Regions from separate parts of the Mus musculus genome. Here region 2 is linked to region 1. Evidence: chromatin contacts called from public promoter capture Hi-C data. All regions are on one chromosome and are shown on one strand. Each heading gives the region's core, a stretch centred on a gene start, on an enhancer-like site or on the middle of the called end of the contact. The rest is flanking DNA. Distances are from core to core; before and after follow the strand shown. Region 1 holds the start of Arnt (aryl hydrocarbon receptor nuclear translocator). Region 2 holds the start of H2ac18 (H2A clustered histone 18).

The links. Promoter capture Hi-C pulls out the DNA fragments that hold promoters and counts their contacts.
Region 2: a promoter capture Hi-C map of pre-B cells shows a contact between it and region 1, with 4 times the contacts expected there. The contact joins the promoter of H2ac18 here to the promoter of Arnt in region 1. A contact is called at or near these places in 2 of 39 promoter capture datasets (liver and pre-B cells) and 1 of 115 datasets of contacts at active chromatin or transcription factors (pancreatic cancer cells).

Annotation. Positions count from the first base shown.
Region 1 is chr3:95,431,694-95,439,656 of GRCm38.p6, forward strand. It overlaps Arnt (aryl hydrocarbon receptor nuclear translocator), which reads left to right and starts at 2,697. Exons shown (of 22, transcript NM_001037737.2): 1 at 2,697-2,868. The coding sequence starts at 2,844.
Region 2 is chr3:96,242,356-96,250,318 of GRCm38.p6, forward strand. H2ac18 (H2A clustered histone 18) reads left to right here and starts at 3,142. Exons shown (of 1, transcript NM_013549.2): 1 at 3,142-3,697. The coding sequence starts at 3,226. The coding sequence ends at 3,618. H3c14 (H3 clustered histone 14) reads left to right here and starts at 4,330. Exons shown (of 1, transcript NM_178216.3): 1 at 4,330-4,993. The coding sequence starts at 4,531. The coding sequence ends at 4,941.

The DNA.
Region 1 (7,963 bases), core at 1,447-3,946:
TCAATCTTCTGGAATCCATAGCCACTATGGCTCAAGATCTTCAAACCAAGATCCAGATAAGGATCTCCAAGCCTCCAGATAAGGGTCACTGGTGAGCCTTCCAATTCCGGATTGTAGTTCATTCCAAATATTGTCAAGTTGACAACCAGGAATAGCCACTACACATGGCTTTTTTTACTACATGATTATAGGTGTAATCAACATGTCTATTATATACTAAAAAAAAAAAGTTTTTAACCATGACTTTTTGTTTGGTTTTTCAACACATAGTTTCTTTGTGTTAATCATCCTGGCTGCTTTAGATCTTAATTTGTAGACCTGGCTGGCATCCAACTCAAAGAGATCCATTGGCCTCTACCTCCCAAGTACTGGGATTAAAAGCATGTAATGCCAGTGAACTACAATTTCTTATATTAAAGTGTGCCATATAGATGTCATGTTTTGTTTTGTTTTGTTTTGTTTTTGTAAATTTGACACAAGCTAAGATCATCTGAGAGGAGGAAAAGCCATTAAGGCAATGCCTCCATCTTGGCATAGTGGTGCCCCCCTTTAATGCCAGCAAATGAAAGTGTGAAAGCAGGTGGATTTCTATCTGTTCACAACTGTTTGAAACTCCAGGTTAATGGGATCTTTCTTGTCTGTCTAATTGTGTTCCAATACTCAGGTGTACTGACTTAAATGCAGACACATTCACATAATTAAAAATAAAACTATTCAAAACCCCAAGAAAATGTCTAAACAAACCAACCAAACCAACCAAATAACCTAAAGCAAGCAAGCAACCAACAAACGAGAAGCCAGCATGATGTCACTGCGCCTCTCACTGCACCTCTTTTTAGTGAATGGGAGTTAGTTCTCTCCTCGAACCATTGTGTGGCTTTTGGAGAATCCAACTTCAAGTACCTTTAGCTCTTGAGCCATCTTGTCAGTTCTACTTCTAAATGTTTTTAAAATTTTTGTGTATGTGTGAGTGCACATGTTTTGGTGTGAGGAAAGTTGAAGATAATTTGCAGGAGTCCTCTCCTTGTGTAAGTTCAGAGCATTGGATCTTGGGATGTTAGGTGTAGCTGTGTAGTGGAGTCGTCTTTATGGCTAATTAAAAAAATTTTTTTTGGTGAATCAGACTGACAACAAGCCAAAGAGTAGTGCCATATGCTTATAGTTCTAACATTGGAAGGAGAGGGTGAATTCAAGACCATTTTCATCCTCATAGTGAATTTGGGGTCAGTCTAGGCTACATGAGACCTTGTTTCAAAGAACAAAATTACCCTCCTCCCCCCAGTCCACATATACATGGTGATGAATATAATAGACTTTGGGTGTTAGTTTCATTCACTTTGCTTCTCACTACTGGATTAATTTGCAAGGTGGCCTTTGTTTCATGTCTTTGGTTTTTGTTTGTTTTTGAGATAGTGTCTTTCTATATATAGCTCCTGCTGTCTTAGAACTCACTATGTAGACCAGGCTGGCATTGAACTCAGAGAAATTGGCCAGTCTCTGCCTCCTGAGTACTAGGATTAAAGGCATGCATCACTATGCCTGGATCTGTTTGTAGTTCTTTTTTTTTTTTAAATATATATTTTTAAGATTTATTTATTTATTTTATGTATATGAGTACACTGTAGCTGTACAGATGGCTGTGAGCCTTCATGTGGTTATTGGGTATTGACTTTAGGACCTCTGCTTGCTCCAATCAACCTCGCCCACTCCAGTTGGTCGGCTCACTCAGTTCCTGCTTTCTCTGGCCCAAAGATTTATTTATTATTCTAAATAAGTACACTGTAATTGTCTTCAAACACACCAGACGAGGGCGTTAGATCTCATTAGGGGTGGTTGTGGGCCACCATGTGGTTGCTGGGATTTGAACGCAGGACCTCTGAAAGAGCAGTCAGTGCTCTTACCCGCTGAGCCATCTCTCCAGCCCCTGCTTGTAGTTCTTGATTTGTAAAATTATAGAATTTATCTCACAGTGTTTTGAGTCGACATTGTCTGTTCTGAATTGCTCAGTTCTTATAATTAGACATTACGTCTGTGTGTTTACTACCTTGTCATTTTAAAAAAACTTGTGACATAGGACACCTCACTTTTGGAGGGCAGAGAAAGGGACTAGTTTCATTTTGTAGTACAGACTGGTCTTTGCATTCTGAGTTCTGGAATACTTGTTTAATAAAAATTCTTTGTTCGTTGTCTCCATTTCAAATGTTGGCATCTTTGGTACCACGTAATCACCCAGCTTTTTCCTACCAGCTTCAGAGCCAACTCTTAAGAATTAGTTATCGGACTTTTACTAGTGACAAAAGTTCATAAAGAAAAAACAACCTAGAATGGATTAGTGATCCCTGTGTTAGAACCTATAAAGAGGGTTTGCATAACAAATCGTCTGTAGGAAGCATATGCTGATGAGCCCACTAAGAAAGAAAACATTTTAGTAAAATGCTCGTTTTCTTTGCATTTCACTGACGTCAATTTGGTTATGAATCTCTGACGCCGAGAAGGCCGGATTAGGGAAACAGCTGGTTGGCTTCCTAGCTCAGGCTTCCTAGCACTCCTCGGGTCACCGGACTCACTGGCCGAGTCACTAGCCCGGCCTCTATGGCGACTTACTGTTTCTATTGGCCAGTTCTCCCAGGGAGGCTGTCTGGAGACTGACCGCGCCCATAGTTTGGGGCGTGTCTTCTGCCCAGGATGGGGAGGGGGGTGGGCGTCCGCCATCTTGGATTCCGCGGTAGCGGTGGCGGCGGTAAGGTGCCTAATCTGCGGAGTGGCTCTTCCCTCCCCTCCCCCAGCTCGGTGGCGGCTGCCCCTCCCACCGAGGGTGGCGCAGGGACGGTGCCATCTCGACCATGGCGGCGACTACAGCTAACCCAGGTGAGGCGGCAGAAAGGACTGACAAGTGCGGAGAGCCAGAGCAGAGCAGCAGGGCCGTGGCGTTCGGGTGTTGGGGGAGGGGTGTCGAGGAGGCGCCCTGCCCGGAGGACCTGGGGAACGGGTGACGGGTGTTTGGGGGCTCCGTGCCCCAACTTCTGGAGTAGTGGTGGCGCTTGGCCAGCGTCTCCACTCTGCCTGCGGTGTTAGGGAGTGTTGTGGTCTTTTAACCCTCTGCCAGCTGATGTTCCCCTGATGCCTAGTAAGTAACTGGGCAAACTGACTTGGTGTAACTGCGAGCGTAAACTGGGCTATAGACGGGGCCACGTTGACGTTTTGCAAAGTCTTGCTTGATTCTACACTTGGTTTACATTTAAATGGAAAACTTAGTTCTTTGAGAATCTGCTCAGATTCTTGTAACTCCTATACTTTGAAATTTAGGGTTTTAGCGTAGTTATTAGTGTCTTGCTGCTGAAGGCAGAGGTTTGGGTAATGGTAATAGTTCAGGACAGGTCTTTAGTCCAGAACCCAGGTTTAAATCTTGTTAGGTCGAGGTGGAGCAACTCCTGTTCTTTCAGAAAAATGTCCCGCGCCATTTGTCTGTGGACGTCCTCTTGCTTGTTTGTCTGTCTGTCTCTGTCTCTCGTTCATCTTATTTTGAGTCTTGTCTCATTCCAGCCCCCGGTTGACTTTGGATCACTGCAGTCTCCCTCTCAGTCCTTTCTACTGTATTCAGTTACATCTTAGGAAGTATTTCATTTTAGTTGGGCTAATTTACCTTGTTATTTTCCAACAAAGTAAATCCATCATTTCCCAGAAGTCTGTATCATCGAAGAGTTTGGAGGGAGGGTTGTGTAATATTGGTCTCTGCTATTTCACATTGAACTTTTAAATTTTATCTTGTTAATGTACTATATTACAGTAACAGGGTACACACACGTATGTATATACATACACACAATAGCTGAAACACTGGGAAATGTATTGTTTTCCCATTATTTTTGGAAACAGCCTTTTTTTTTAAGAGAGAGAGAGAGAGAGAGAGAGAGAGAGTCCTAGAACTTATATGTAGCCCAGGTTGGCTTCAAATTCATGTGTCAATATCAACTTTAAAAAAAATATTTTTAAGCTTTAGAAATTATGTATATGATAATGTCTACTTGTGAGTGCAGGAATGGGAGGAGTCCAGAATAGGGTGTTGGATCCCCTGCAGCAAGAGTTTCAGGCAGTTGAAAGCCCCGTGATGTGGATGCTAGGAACTGACATTAGGTCCTAGAAGAGTAACACATACTCACAACTACTGAACCTTCCTTTCAGCCCCTGAATATCAGTTTTTTAAATCCTAAATTATTATTTTTTTTACATGAAGATGAAGTAAATTGTCAGGAAACTATTGGAATATTTGATGAATTATAGAATAAAACTATACAACTGAAAAATGTTAGAGAAAATCAGACCTTGTAGCAAAATAGCCCATGTCTGATTAGAGTAAACAAGATTTCAAACTGATCCCATGTTGCAAAATCCTTATATAACTCTTCAGACTGCAAAGTGTCTCTCTTGTTAAGGCCGTAGAGACACGTTAGTAAGTCAGAAGCTTTTCTAGCTGCCCTGTTCTGATTTTAAACCAATTACTAAAACAACACTTTCTTGACCAAATAGTCATTTCCTTATCAATATTAGCTTAAGTCTGTAAGCAGGAAATAGTAATTTTTTTCTATTTTTTTTTCTGAGTGGGGAATTTTGAGAGGCTGGCCTGCAGTGTTCTGTGAAGATCAGGCTGGCCTTGAACTTGCAGTGGTCTTCTTGCTTCTATCTTCAAGTGCTGGAATCACTCGCATGTGCCATCCTATATAAACTATCAAAACTTTTTAAAAAGTACGATTTAAGAATCTTTTTTAATGAAACAGTTGTTTGTTTGTTTGTTTGTTTGTTTTGACTTTGGTTTTTCAAGGCAGGGCTTCTATATGTATCCCTGGCTGTCATGAAACTCACTCTGTAGACCAGGATGGCCTCCAACTCAAGATCTGCTTGCTCCTGCCTCCTGAGTGCTGGATTAAAGCTGTGAGTGTCATCACCAGTAGAAATAATTGATTTTATTTATTGTTATTTGATTGCTTGCTTCTTCAATTTTGAGGTGGGCAGAGTCATCATAGGTACTTACCAAACAGAGGGAGAATAGGCTGGAATTCCTTTAATCTTTGCAGAAGCAGGGGGATATCTTAGTTCATGGCCATCTTGGTCTACAAAGTCAGTTCCATGCTACATAGTGAGACCTTGTTTCAAAATCAAAAGCCAGACCAAACCAAGCAAAAACCTCAAAAGGTGAGGTGTAGGTTCTTAGCAAACCTTTGAAAATTAACCTGAGAATGTAAGAGTTTTCTTAAATTCTAGTCTGCTGTTAGTTATGGCATAGCACCCAGTGGTTCCTGCTGTAGCTGACATCCCTGCGTAGCCTCAGCCTCTTATGAGATGGGATGGTAGGTCTGAGCGGAGAACAGAGAACGACAGACCCAGTGAGACTAACCCCCTGCTCTCTTTACCATCTGCCTTAACTTCCTTTTCCGGGGGCTACATTCCTAGCTCAAGATTTCTTTTTTCCATGTGGAGAATTCTTCCATGTCTTCTAATTTATTGATCCCATGTTCAGTACATGCATGATACTTAAGTCATAAAATAGAGCCTTTTGTTGTTGCTTTTTCCTCCTTCCTTTTTGTGTCAAACAGGATATGTTTTGGCCTGTTGAATTTTGGAAAATTAGATTCACCACTGGAGGTATATACAGTGGGAAATTACTATGTTCAGTGTGCACTTGTACACAGGCCAGAAGACACCGGATATCCACCTCTGTAACTTTCTGTCTTATTCCTTTGAGGCAGAATTTCTTCTTAACTGTGGGCATCTTACTGTGTCACTCTGCCTTATTTCTTCCAGGTCAGGTGTCTCCCTTAACCTGAGGCTTGTGTGTTTTGCTCGGCTGACAGTCAGCAAGGCCTAGCAGTCTTCCTGCCTTGGATCCTCAGAGTGCATGGATTCCTGGTGGATGCAGGATGATGCCAGACTTGTTATGTGGGTTCTGGGATCCAAACTCAGGTCTCCAGATTGTGTAGCAAGTGCTCTTAACCACTGGATCATGTCTTCATTCCACATCCCACCTCCGCTTTTTGAGACAGGATCTGTTACTGGCCTGGAGTGGGCCAAAGAGGATAAACTTCTGGTTAGAGAGCCCCAAGCTCACTGGGTTTCGGCTTTACCAATGCTGGAAATACAAGTAAACGCTACCATGCCTTGTCTTTTCATGTGGGTTCTGGAGATTAACTCAGGACCTTATTGCTTGATTGGCAATTCTTTTTTGATTGAGCTACCAAGCCCTTTATTATTAATTAGTCAGTGTTCTTAATTGCTGGTCATATCTCCAGCCCCACTTTCCCCCCACCCCCCCCCAAAAAAAGATTTTAATTAAATTATGCACATTGGTGTAGTAGTTACTTTTCTGTGGCCATGAAGAGACACCATGACCATGGGAACTTAGAGAAGCATCGCTTTATTAGACTTGAGTTTTCCAGAGGTGAGTCCATGATCACTGTGACTGGAAGCATGGCAGCAGCTGTATTACTTCCAACAAAGCCATACCTCCTAATTCTTCCCAAGACACTAACACCAACTGTGGACCAAGAATTAAAATATAGGAGCCTGTGGGGACCATTCTCATTCAAAAGACCGTAATTACTGCATGTATGTTTGTTCATGTGAGTGCAGGTGCAGAAGAGTGTGTTGATTCTCTTGTAGTGCAATTACAGGTGGTTGTGAGCCATCTAATGTGGGTTCTCAGAACTGAGCTCATGTGTTATGCAGGAATGCCAAGTTGTCTTAACAACTGAGCCATCTCTCCAGCCCCCCAAATCAATCAATTTATCTCTTTTTTTTTTCTTTCTTTTTAAAGGAATTGAACCATTTTACTAACTCAGCAGTTAAAATACAATAAACTTTTTGTTTTTGAGGCAAGTCTCATTTAGACTAGGCTAGGTTGAAACTCACTATGTCTCTGAGGGTGACCTTGAATTTCTTTTTTTCATTTTTTAAGATTTCTTTCTTTTTTTGTTTTTTTGTTTTTCGAGACAGGGTTTCTCTGTATAGCTCTGGCTGTCCTGGAACTCACTCTGTAGACCAGGCTGGCCTCGAACTTAGAAATCCGCTTGCCTCTTATTTCTTGATATTGAGTACACTGTAGCTGTTTTCAGAGACACCAGAAGAGGGCATCAGATCCCATTACAGATGGTTGTGAGCCACCATGTGGTTGGTGGGAATTAAACCCAGGACCTCTAGAAGAGCAGTCAATACTCTTAACCGCTGAACTATCATCTCTCCAGCCCTGATCTTAAATTTCTGATCCAAGTGCTATGATCTTATAGTTACAACCATGCCTGTCTTACCATGTGCTATGGATGGAGCCAGGGCTTGGTGCATGCCTGGCAAGCATTCTACCAACTGAACTGCATACTCAGTGGATAACAGTTTTGGAACGAAACTTCAGTTGGTGTACTTTTATGCAGTAGACTTGTGGTACCAAGTTTTACTCTATTTTCCTAGAATTTAAGAAGTAAAGACTTACGTTGAGAATGGTAGCCGTGTATCAGTAAACAAAAATGGCTGGAGAGTGGTTCTGCCATTAGAAGCAAGCACTGGCTGCTCTTGGAGTTGACTGAGGTTTGGTTCCAGCACATACTGGTGCTACTACCCACAGCTATAATTCCAGTAGATCTATTGCCACCTTCTGGCCTCCATGGACAACAAGCCTGCATGTGTTGCATATATACACACAGGCAAAACATACACATAAAGTCGTTTAAAATACAAAATAGAGAAAAGTTCTCTGATGTTACAATATTATAAAGAATCTTGAAAAATGTTTCCATTATTTGTCCAGTGTTTTGTCAGCTATATAACTGATTTCATCCAGATGTTGTAATAATAAAAGAATGTCTTTAACACCCCTTTGAAAATGTAGGCTTGAACTCAGCAGAGTCTGAGCCAACTCCCCAACCCTCAGGTAGTAGGCACTGCTTGTATAACCTGGTTGAATTGCTTGACTTGCTGT
Region 2 (7,963 bases), core at 1,892-4,391, 810 kb after region 1:
GGAGAGAAGTTTCAGTGGAGGAATGGCCTCTCTGAGACCCAACTGTAAGGTATTTTTCTCAATTAGCAATTGATGGGGTAGGGCCCAACTCATTGTGGGTTGTATGCCATCCCTGGGCTGGTAGTCCTGGGTTCTATAAGAATGCAGACTGAGCAAGACATTAAACAGCACCTCTCCATGCCCTTGGATCAGCTCCTGTCTCCAAGTTCCAGCTCTGCTTGAGTTCCGGTCCTGACTTCCTCCAATGATATGGAAATGTTTCCTCTGCAACTCGCTTTTTGGCCATGCTGCTTTTGTTGAAGCAACAGAACATCTTTTGTGTGGAAACAGTTCAAGCTATAGCAGTAGTTGATGGCTATGGTAGGCTGTGAATAGTCCAATTTTTCAGAACCCATCAATATTTAAGAGAGGAAAAGGACTTGTCTATTCAATTCTGAGAGGTTATCCTGGATTAACTTCGGAATAAGCCCTAAACATAATCATCAAAGTCCTGGTTGGAGATAGTCAAAAAAGTTTAAGAAGTAGCAAGCATTCACACACTGTCCCAAAAATGTGGATTTTCCCACTTCAAATGCCTCAGAGGTATTCCCAGCCCCTAGGGTTTTAACTAATTCCAGATGTGCTCAAGTTGACAACCAAAAACAACCATCACATCTATTTCAAAACTACCTTTGCTAAGTAGGACTCTTTTAAGAGTTTCTGTCTAGAAAACAAAACAAAAAACAGCCTATACCCCCCCCCCCCAAAAAAAGAAAGGAAAAAAAGAAGCCACACACAAAAACTGTCTTTAAAAAACAAAAAGAATAAAACTGTTACAATATAGGAGTCATATTAGGTCAAATATACCATGGTGCAATGCTACATTTACTAAGCTACCATTCAAAGCACATGTTTACACATCTTAAATACACTGACCATATCTAACGAAGGCACACTGACTTCCCACTGACACTTGATACACAGGTGAAAGACAGGATCCACTTAATTCTTGCACTGAAGCCATTTCCTGTTTGCTAAAATAAATCCAGTTTCAAGAGCTGCAGAAATCCTAGTGCAGCTGGAGCTACCACAGTTCACTGTGGAAATGGCCACACATTCTGCCACTGACTGTTCACAACCTTTCCACCATCTCACCCCACAAATGCATTCCCCCCATTCCAAGGTATTGTCATATATATATATGTCATTATCAACTTAGTTCCAAGGTTTATTCCTTCACCTAGTAGGGTAACAAAATCAGTACTGTCAACCAACATAGCTTTCACTTCAGCCTGTCCACAAAGCCTGAAGTTGTAAACCAATGCCAGTGTCCTCATGATATGCAACAAAATGAACAAGTAGCCAAAGGTTTGAGGGTAAAGGATTGGGCTGTAGACACCCTAAGGCAAGGCTCAACCACGTGTCTAAAAGAAAAATCAGAGATTTAGTCAAGAAGCTATATTGAGAAGAATATAGGCCCAGCAAACCCCACCCCCCGAAAATCTGTCTATCTACAGATATTGACATGAATGAGCTTGAAGCCTTAAGTAGAGGAGGAACCTGGGCAGGCAAGATGTTAGCAAAATTAAGGAATCCTAGGAGGCAGATGCATGGTTCTCTGGTCAGTGCTACGGTTTGAACCTGCAAGATTCGGGAAGATATCACTCTGACTCTCACTTGTACTCTAGGGAGTGGCCCTGACCTCGTGGGTAACGGCCCTCATTTGCTATGATGCAAGTGAAAGGTAAAACAGTAACTTCACTCTGCCTTTAGCCAAAGGAGACAGACATCAAGCGAAGACAGAGACACCACACTTACAGTCAGCTTTCAGCTAACCTATTTATGTTTTTCAGAAGAGCCTGCTTCTTTAGGGACAATGTTCCCGAAGCAGCTCAGTGTGGAGCCAAACCACTTCCATACCCTTGGGTAGATACTTGTTTAGGACGTTCCCTGGGAGTTAATTATACAAGAGTCTGGCTCAAGTGTATCTCTTTCTGTTTTTAGAAGCATGTGGTAACTTGGAGCAGAAATACCCAAGGTAGCCTGGGACCCAATCTGCAGGGATGAGAGAAGAGCATTGACACTATGGGAATAGCAATGTGACAGGGCCAAAGGAGAGGCAGAGCTGACTGAAGAGCAGCAAAGGCAGGTGGGAGACACTCAGGGAAACAGGGGGTGGGGGGAGTGAAACTAAGGCAAACAGAAAACAAGCAACAATGTCTGTGTGGCTAAACAATTCTGATTGAATTTCTGGTGTGGTGCTTAAGACCTCGTATATAACTAGGAAAGTACTGTGCCATTGACCTACATCCCAGAATATGCCAAACTACAATGAAATAACATACAAAGTGCCATTAAGACTTCAATCTTTAACAAGCTGTACGTAAATCCCTCTTAAATCTTGTGACCTGAAACAGGAAATTTAGTCACCGTATGTAAACTGAAAACTGCACTAAAAAATAACAAGATCCAAGTTAAGCAATTTCTGACCCAAAAGACAAGTTACTTCACAGACGCCTCCGATGCTGATACTTTAATAAATGGACTGCCTAATGCTTTCCTACATTCTGACAATATATTAACACTAATTTTATGTAACTCCCCTGCAAAGTCGAAAGATACCCCTACACTTAATACTCCTCATTCAAGGGCACATGTAACTTGAGTAGAAATGATTTCTAATGTCAATGGGAGGTAGAAGAGAAAAAAACAAAAAAACAAAAAACCCAGGAAGCAGCAGAGACACCGTGGGTGGTTTCATACAGGAAACAGGGTAAGGCTGCCTGGCTCTGCCGGGACGACTCGCCAGTTTGGGCACAAAGATGGAGCTGAGGAAAGAACTCACAGCCTGTGCCAGTCACCTACACCTGGTACACCATGCCCTGTGGCCAAGTTTACGCGTGCTACCGGCTCTATTCCTGTTAGCTTCCTCAGCAGGAGAAACAGCGAGCAGGCCCAGCCGCCCGGCGACCCGCGGAGTGTCGCAACGACGGCCGCACGCAAATGAAGCCACCGAGCACGCGCGTCGTGATTCGCGCGTTCCAGGGCGGCGCCGGGGCGAGGGAGCCGGTCTTATGTAAATGAGAGGCTTCTGTCCGCGCGCTCCTATTGGCCACGGCGTCAGGACGCGTGTGAGCCAATGAGAGCGTCGGGCGGACAATCGGGTCTGCGTCTATAAAAGAGTGAGGCGTCGGCGCCGGAGTACCGTTTCCTGGTTGTGGCCGTTCGTCTGTTTGCGCTTTCGTGATGTCCGGTCGTGGCAAGCAAGGAGGCAAGGCCCGCGCCAAGGCCAAGTCGCGGTCTTCCCGGGCCGGGCTACAGTTCCCGGTGGGGCGTGTGCACCGGCTGCTGCGCAAGGGCAACTACGCGGAGCGTGTGGGTGCCGGCGCGCCGGTATACATGGCGGCGGTGCTGGAGTACCTAACGGCCGAGATCCTGGAGCTGGCGGGCAACGCGGCCCGCGACAACAAGAAGACGCGCATCATCCCGCGCCACCTGCAGCTGGCCATCCGCAACGACGAGGAGCTCAACAAGCTGCTGGGCAAAGTGACGATCGCGCAGGGCGGCGTCCTGCCCAACATCCAGGCCGTGCTGCTGCCCAAGAAGACGGAGAGCCACCATAAGGCGAAGGGCAAGTGAGGCCACTGCTCGCGTCGGCCCGCGTCTCTGTGATATAACCCCCGCGAGCTCCTAAAAAGGCTCTTTTCAGAGCCACCCACTGAATCAGATAAAGAGTTGTGTCACGGTAGCCGGTCTTGGTGGCCTTTCCTGGCCCTGCCCCAAAAGTAAGAGTGTCGTGTCCTCTGCTTCCTTGCCCATCCTGCCCGTGGTTCCCCCTGGTAGTTTGTTGTCGCTCTTTGGTTCATGCCCTGCCTCGGCGGAGCGGATACGCGGTTCTCGCTGACCGTCCCAAGCATTTAGCCCCTATCTGCCCACACCCTTGTCCTACACAACACTGTCCCTCACTCAGCGTCCACCCGCCTGACCCTTCCCAGGACTAAGACTCAACTAGGACGTCTAGGCCAATCTAGACATAAGTCGCAGTCAGCCGCGCTCTCGTCCGGTCCTTGGGGAATGTCTAGGAGGAGGAGGTGTCCCGCGAGGACTGGACGCGGCCGGCTCTAGGGATCATGGGGGACTGGGGCTGGGACTGTGGCTGTGGCTGGGCGGTGCTGCACAAACACTAGATTAGTTCTGCCCTGGGACTTTGGGCGGCGGGCGGGGGCGCGCGAGCTCCTCTTGGGCAGAGCCGGGACCCGCCCTCTACGGGCAGCTGCCAGACGTGGCTCCACCCTCGCAGAACGTTGGCAAGTGGACCGGGCGCGGGGCTGGACGTGGGGGGCGGGGGGGGGCGGGTCAGGTGGCGTGGCGGGCCCGAGCCAATGGGCGAGGTCGGGGCCGGTGACGCCACGGCCAATGGCGCGGCAGCGCGGGAGTTTCAAGTCGCTGTCTCCGCCCCGCCGCGGGGAAGACTGCGCCTATAAAGGCGGCCGGCTCGGGCCGGTATCAGGTCCCCGAGTGCTCCTCGTTTGGGTGTCTTCCGTCTTCGCCATGGCCCGTACGAAGCAGACTGCCCGCAAGTCCACCGGCGGCAAGGCCCCGCGCAAGCAGCTGGCCACCAAGGCCGCCCGCAAGAGCGCCCCGGCCACGGGCGGCGTGAAGAAGCCGCACCGCTACCGGCCCGGCACCGTGGCGCTGCGGGAGATCCGGCGCTACCAGAAGTCGACCGAGCTGCTGATCCGCAAGCTGCCGTTCCAGCGCCTGGTGCGCGAGATCGCGCAGGACTTCAAGACGGACCTGCGCTTCCAGAGCTCGGCCGTCATGGCGCTGCAGGAGGCGAGCGAGGCCTACCTGGTGGGGCTGTTCGAGGACACCAACCTGTGCGCCATCCACGCCAAACGCGTCACCATCATGCCCAAGGACATCCAGTTGGCCCGCCGCATCCGTGGGGAGCGCGCTTAAGCGCCCTGTCTCCCATCCATTCCCCACAAAGGCTCTTTTCAGAGCCACCACAGCTTCCCGGAAAGAGCTATTCAGCTTTTTGTCTTAAATTGCCTTTGCATTCTTCTAGGTTTCTGCAGTGGCTGGTGCTTACTGTCCACCGAGCCTCTTTTAATAGTTGCCTATAGTCGCTTAAGAATGTGCTAATTTCGGGGGCAATTGCGAGCGCAGTGACTAAAATATCTTATCCAGGTGCTCAACCTCTGCATTCCTCTTCTAACATCAGTCTTAATTCGTTTTTCTTTTATCTTTTTCGTTCCCTTCTAATGTAATTTGACATGATAGAGCTTTTTCTTTTTTTAAAATGAGCACCTGGCTCATTGAAGCCAAGTGTCAGGCCTTGCAAGGCTACTTATATTGCCCTTTACAAATTAGTATACTTTATTGCTAACATGCGTTGCTTTTCTATGTTTTTGGAGTAGATGTTTACAGCCACCTTCCAATGTTTTGATAGTTTACTTGGGAGATCCTCGTGTTCATTACATTACAGGTTTTAAGTTTTAGCATTGAGTATCTTATCTGCCTGCTATCAGGTGAGTTACTCCATTCAAATTTAATTACTATGATGATGGTATGTAAGTCGTGTGTGTGTGTTAGAGGTACCACATAGTAAAAGGCTGACCTACAAACAACGTTCCTTTGGTTCCATTCTAATTGTCCTAATTTCAGATTATCCACTTTACTGATAGATAACTTTCCTTTCCCCCCTCTCATCTATTAGAAGTTCCTTGTCCTTTGCTCAAAACTCACAAATCACCAAATACTTTACAAATGCTTTTGAGTTGTATAACACTATTCTTCTGTCCAGACTCTTTCTTGCCTTAGTTAACACCCTCAACAACCCTGGTCTAAGATTACATGTTTAGCAAGGTTTCTCACTGTCACTAAGTAACAATCTAGAAGGAGAATCTTGAAAATCCATTTAAATTTTAAAAAATTTAGATTTATATGTATGAATGCATTTTGCACATATGTATATATGTATGTATCATATGGCTACCTGGTACCTGAGGAGGCCAAAAGAGGCTGATGGATCCCCTGGAACTGGAGTTATAGATGCCATGTGGGTTCTGGGAATTGAAACCTGATCCTCACCAAAGATGCTATTTGCTGAGCCATCTCTTCAGCCATTTTAATTATTTTTTAATCCCAATAAAAATTTAACACACTGCTAGTTTCTGGGTTTTTTATGGCTTCCTAGGTTTAGATGTTCTCCCAGCAGAATAAATAGCAGCATGCGACACCTGTGAGTAAAGTGTCTTTACATTCTGTTTCTTCTGTCCAAAATAGCCTCCCCTTTGCAAATTCCCAGAATTCCTCATGCTTCAAGGTTTATCTTGAAGTCTTCCCTTTCCTTTCTTTGGGTTCCTCTCCTCTCCTGTACTCTACCCACCCTCAGCACGGGGCCAGCAATATTCATAGTATTAACATCCGAGCAGTGTCTGAGACACCACATTGGGCAGGAAATATTTACTGATGGACCTGATGTCCTGATCCATCTTTGCTTCATAGTGTGCTGTTGGGTTCAAGGAGCCAGATCTCTTGGAGTTTTTGAACTTACAGCGCACGAACAGCTCTGTGCTGGAGTTCTGGGAAGAACTTCTGAGGTCACAAATCAGGGGAGGAAGCAGTAAATGGCTCAGAAGCAATGCCTGAGAAGCACAGGTGCTCTTTGACAGTGACCTCGTTTCTGACTTAAGCTTGCTTCTGGTAACAATAACTGTGAAGGGAATTCAGCAGGGGTACCCCCATTGGCACCCCACCCCCACCCCGTGAGCACCAGGGGGCTGGTGGCCAAGGAAAAGGCCCCTCTTTGTATCACTGAGGAGTCGGCACTGCAGAGACATTTCTTTGGGATGTGGGTGCGAGCTCAGGATGGGACCTCCCCAAAGTATCAACAAATGAAATCAATCTAAAGAGTGGCAGAGAGGAGGGAAGGTGGTCAGAAGGGAGTAAGAACCTCGTGCTATGAATTGGAACATAAGGCTCATGGAGAGGCAGGACCCAACTCCAGACTCTTAACTGGGGAAGGGGCCACAAGAAAAGACAGGGACCCATAGTTTCTTTGACCTGAATAGAATTGTACCCACATAACTTGGGGTAAGGATGTAGATAGTTACAATTTACACAACATGGATAGAACATAACTGTTAGGTCCAAAGTTAACTCCCCAAAATGGCAGTGCTGGTGACAGTGTCCTAAACAGAACTTTGGCCAGGTAAACAGGATTGTTGGTAGATAAACAGGCCTAAAAGTAGTTTGCTAGGAATCTCTTAATCTGTCAAGAGCCTCCCTTAATCCACCCCAAAGGCCAGGTACCTCAGGCAATGGCATCTACTTCCCAATCAATCCTGTTTGTATTAGCACAGAGACCCACCCCGCTGACAGTCATAAAATCTGCTTGTTTTTCCACCCTTTTGCTCTTTTCTCTGCCCCCCACCCCATGAGAGATAGTTTTGAAGTTTGGTCCCCAGTAAACCTCTCTGGCCCAGGAGTGAGCCAGTATGGTGATTTCATTGCATCTTGGTTACAATAACAGGTGCTAATGATATCACTAGTACTAATAACATCAGCATTCTTGCTGTGCGAAATAACCAACAGAAGTGTAAGACCCCCTTTCGGGGACCCCCACTCTAGTCTCAGGAGTGAGAGAGCACCCAAAGAAACACGAGAATCCATCTTTCTGTAATCACATGAAGCAGTTTAATGACAGAGCTCCAGACCAACATGCATCCCACACAGGAGATAACGGATGTCGGCCACGAGGCTGGAAAGCTAGGGGTTTTTATGGAGTTAGGGGTTTAGGGGTGTAGAATTCAGCATAGCGACACACTATTGGCTTATTCAAACATCAGCAGAAAAATTACATGTACGTGCAGGGTGTCAGAGTTCTGTGAGTAGTTGACTCAGTTCAGACAGCCCTGTTATGTCCTCACATTCCTCTTTATCTTATGGTCAAGCTGTTCCCAGGAATGTTTTAACT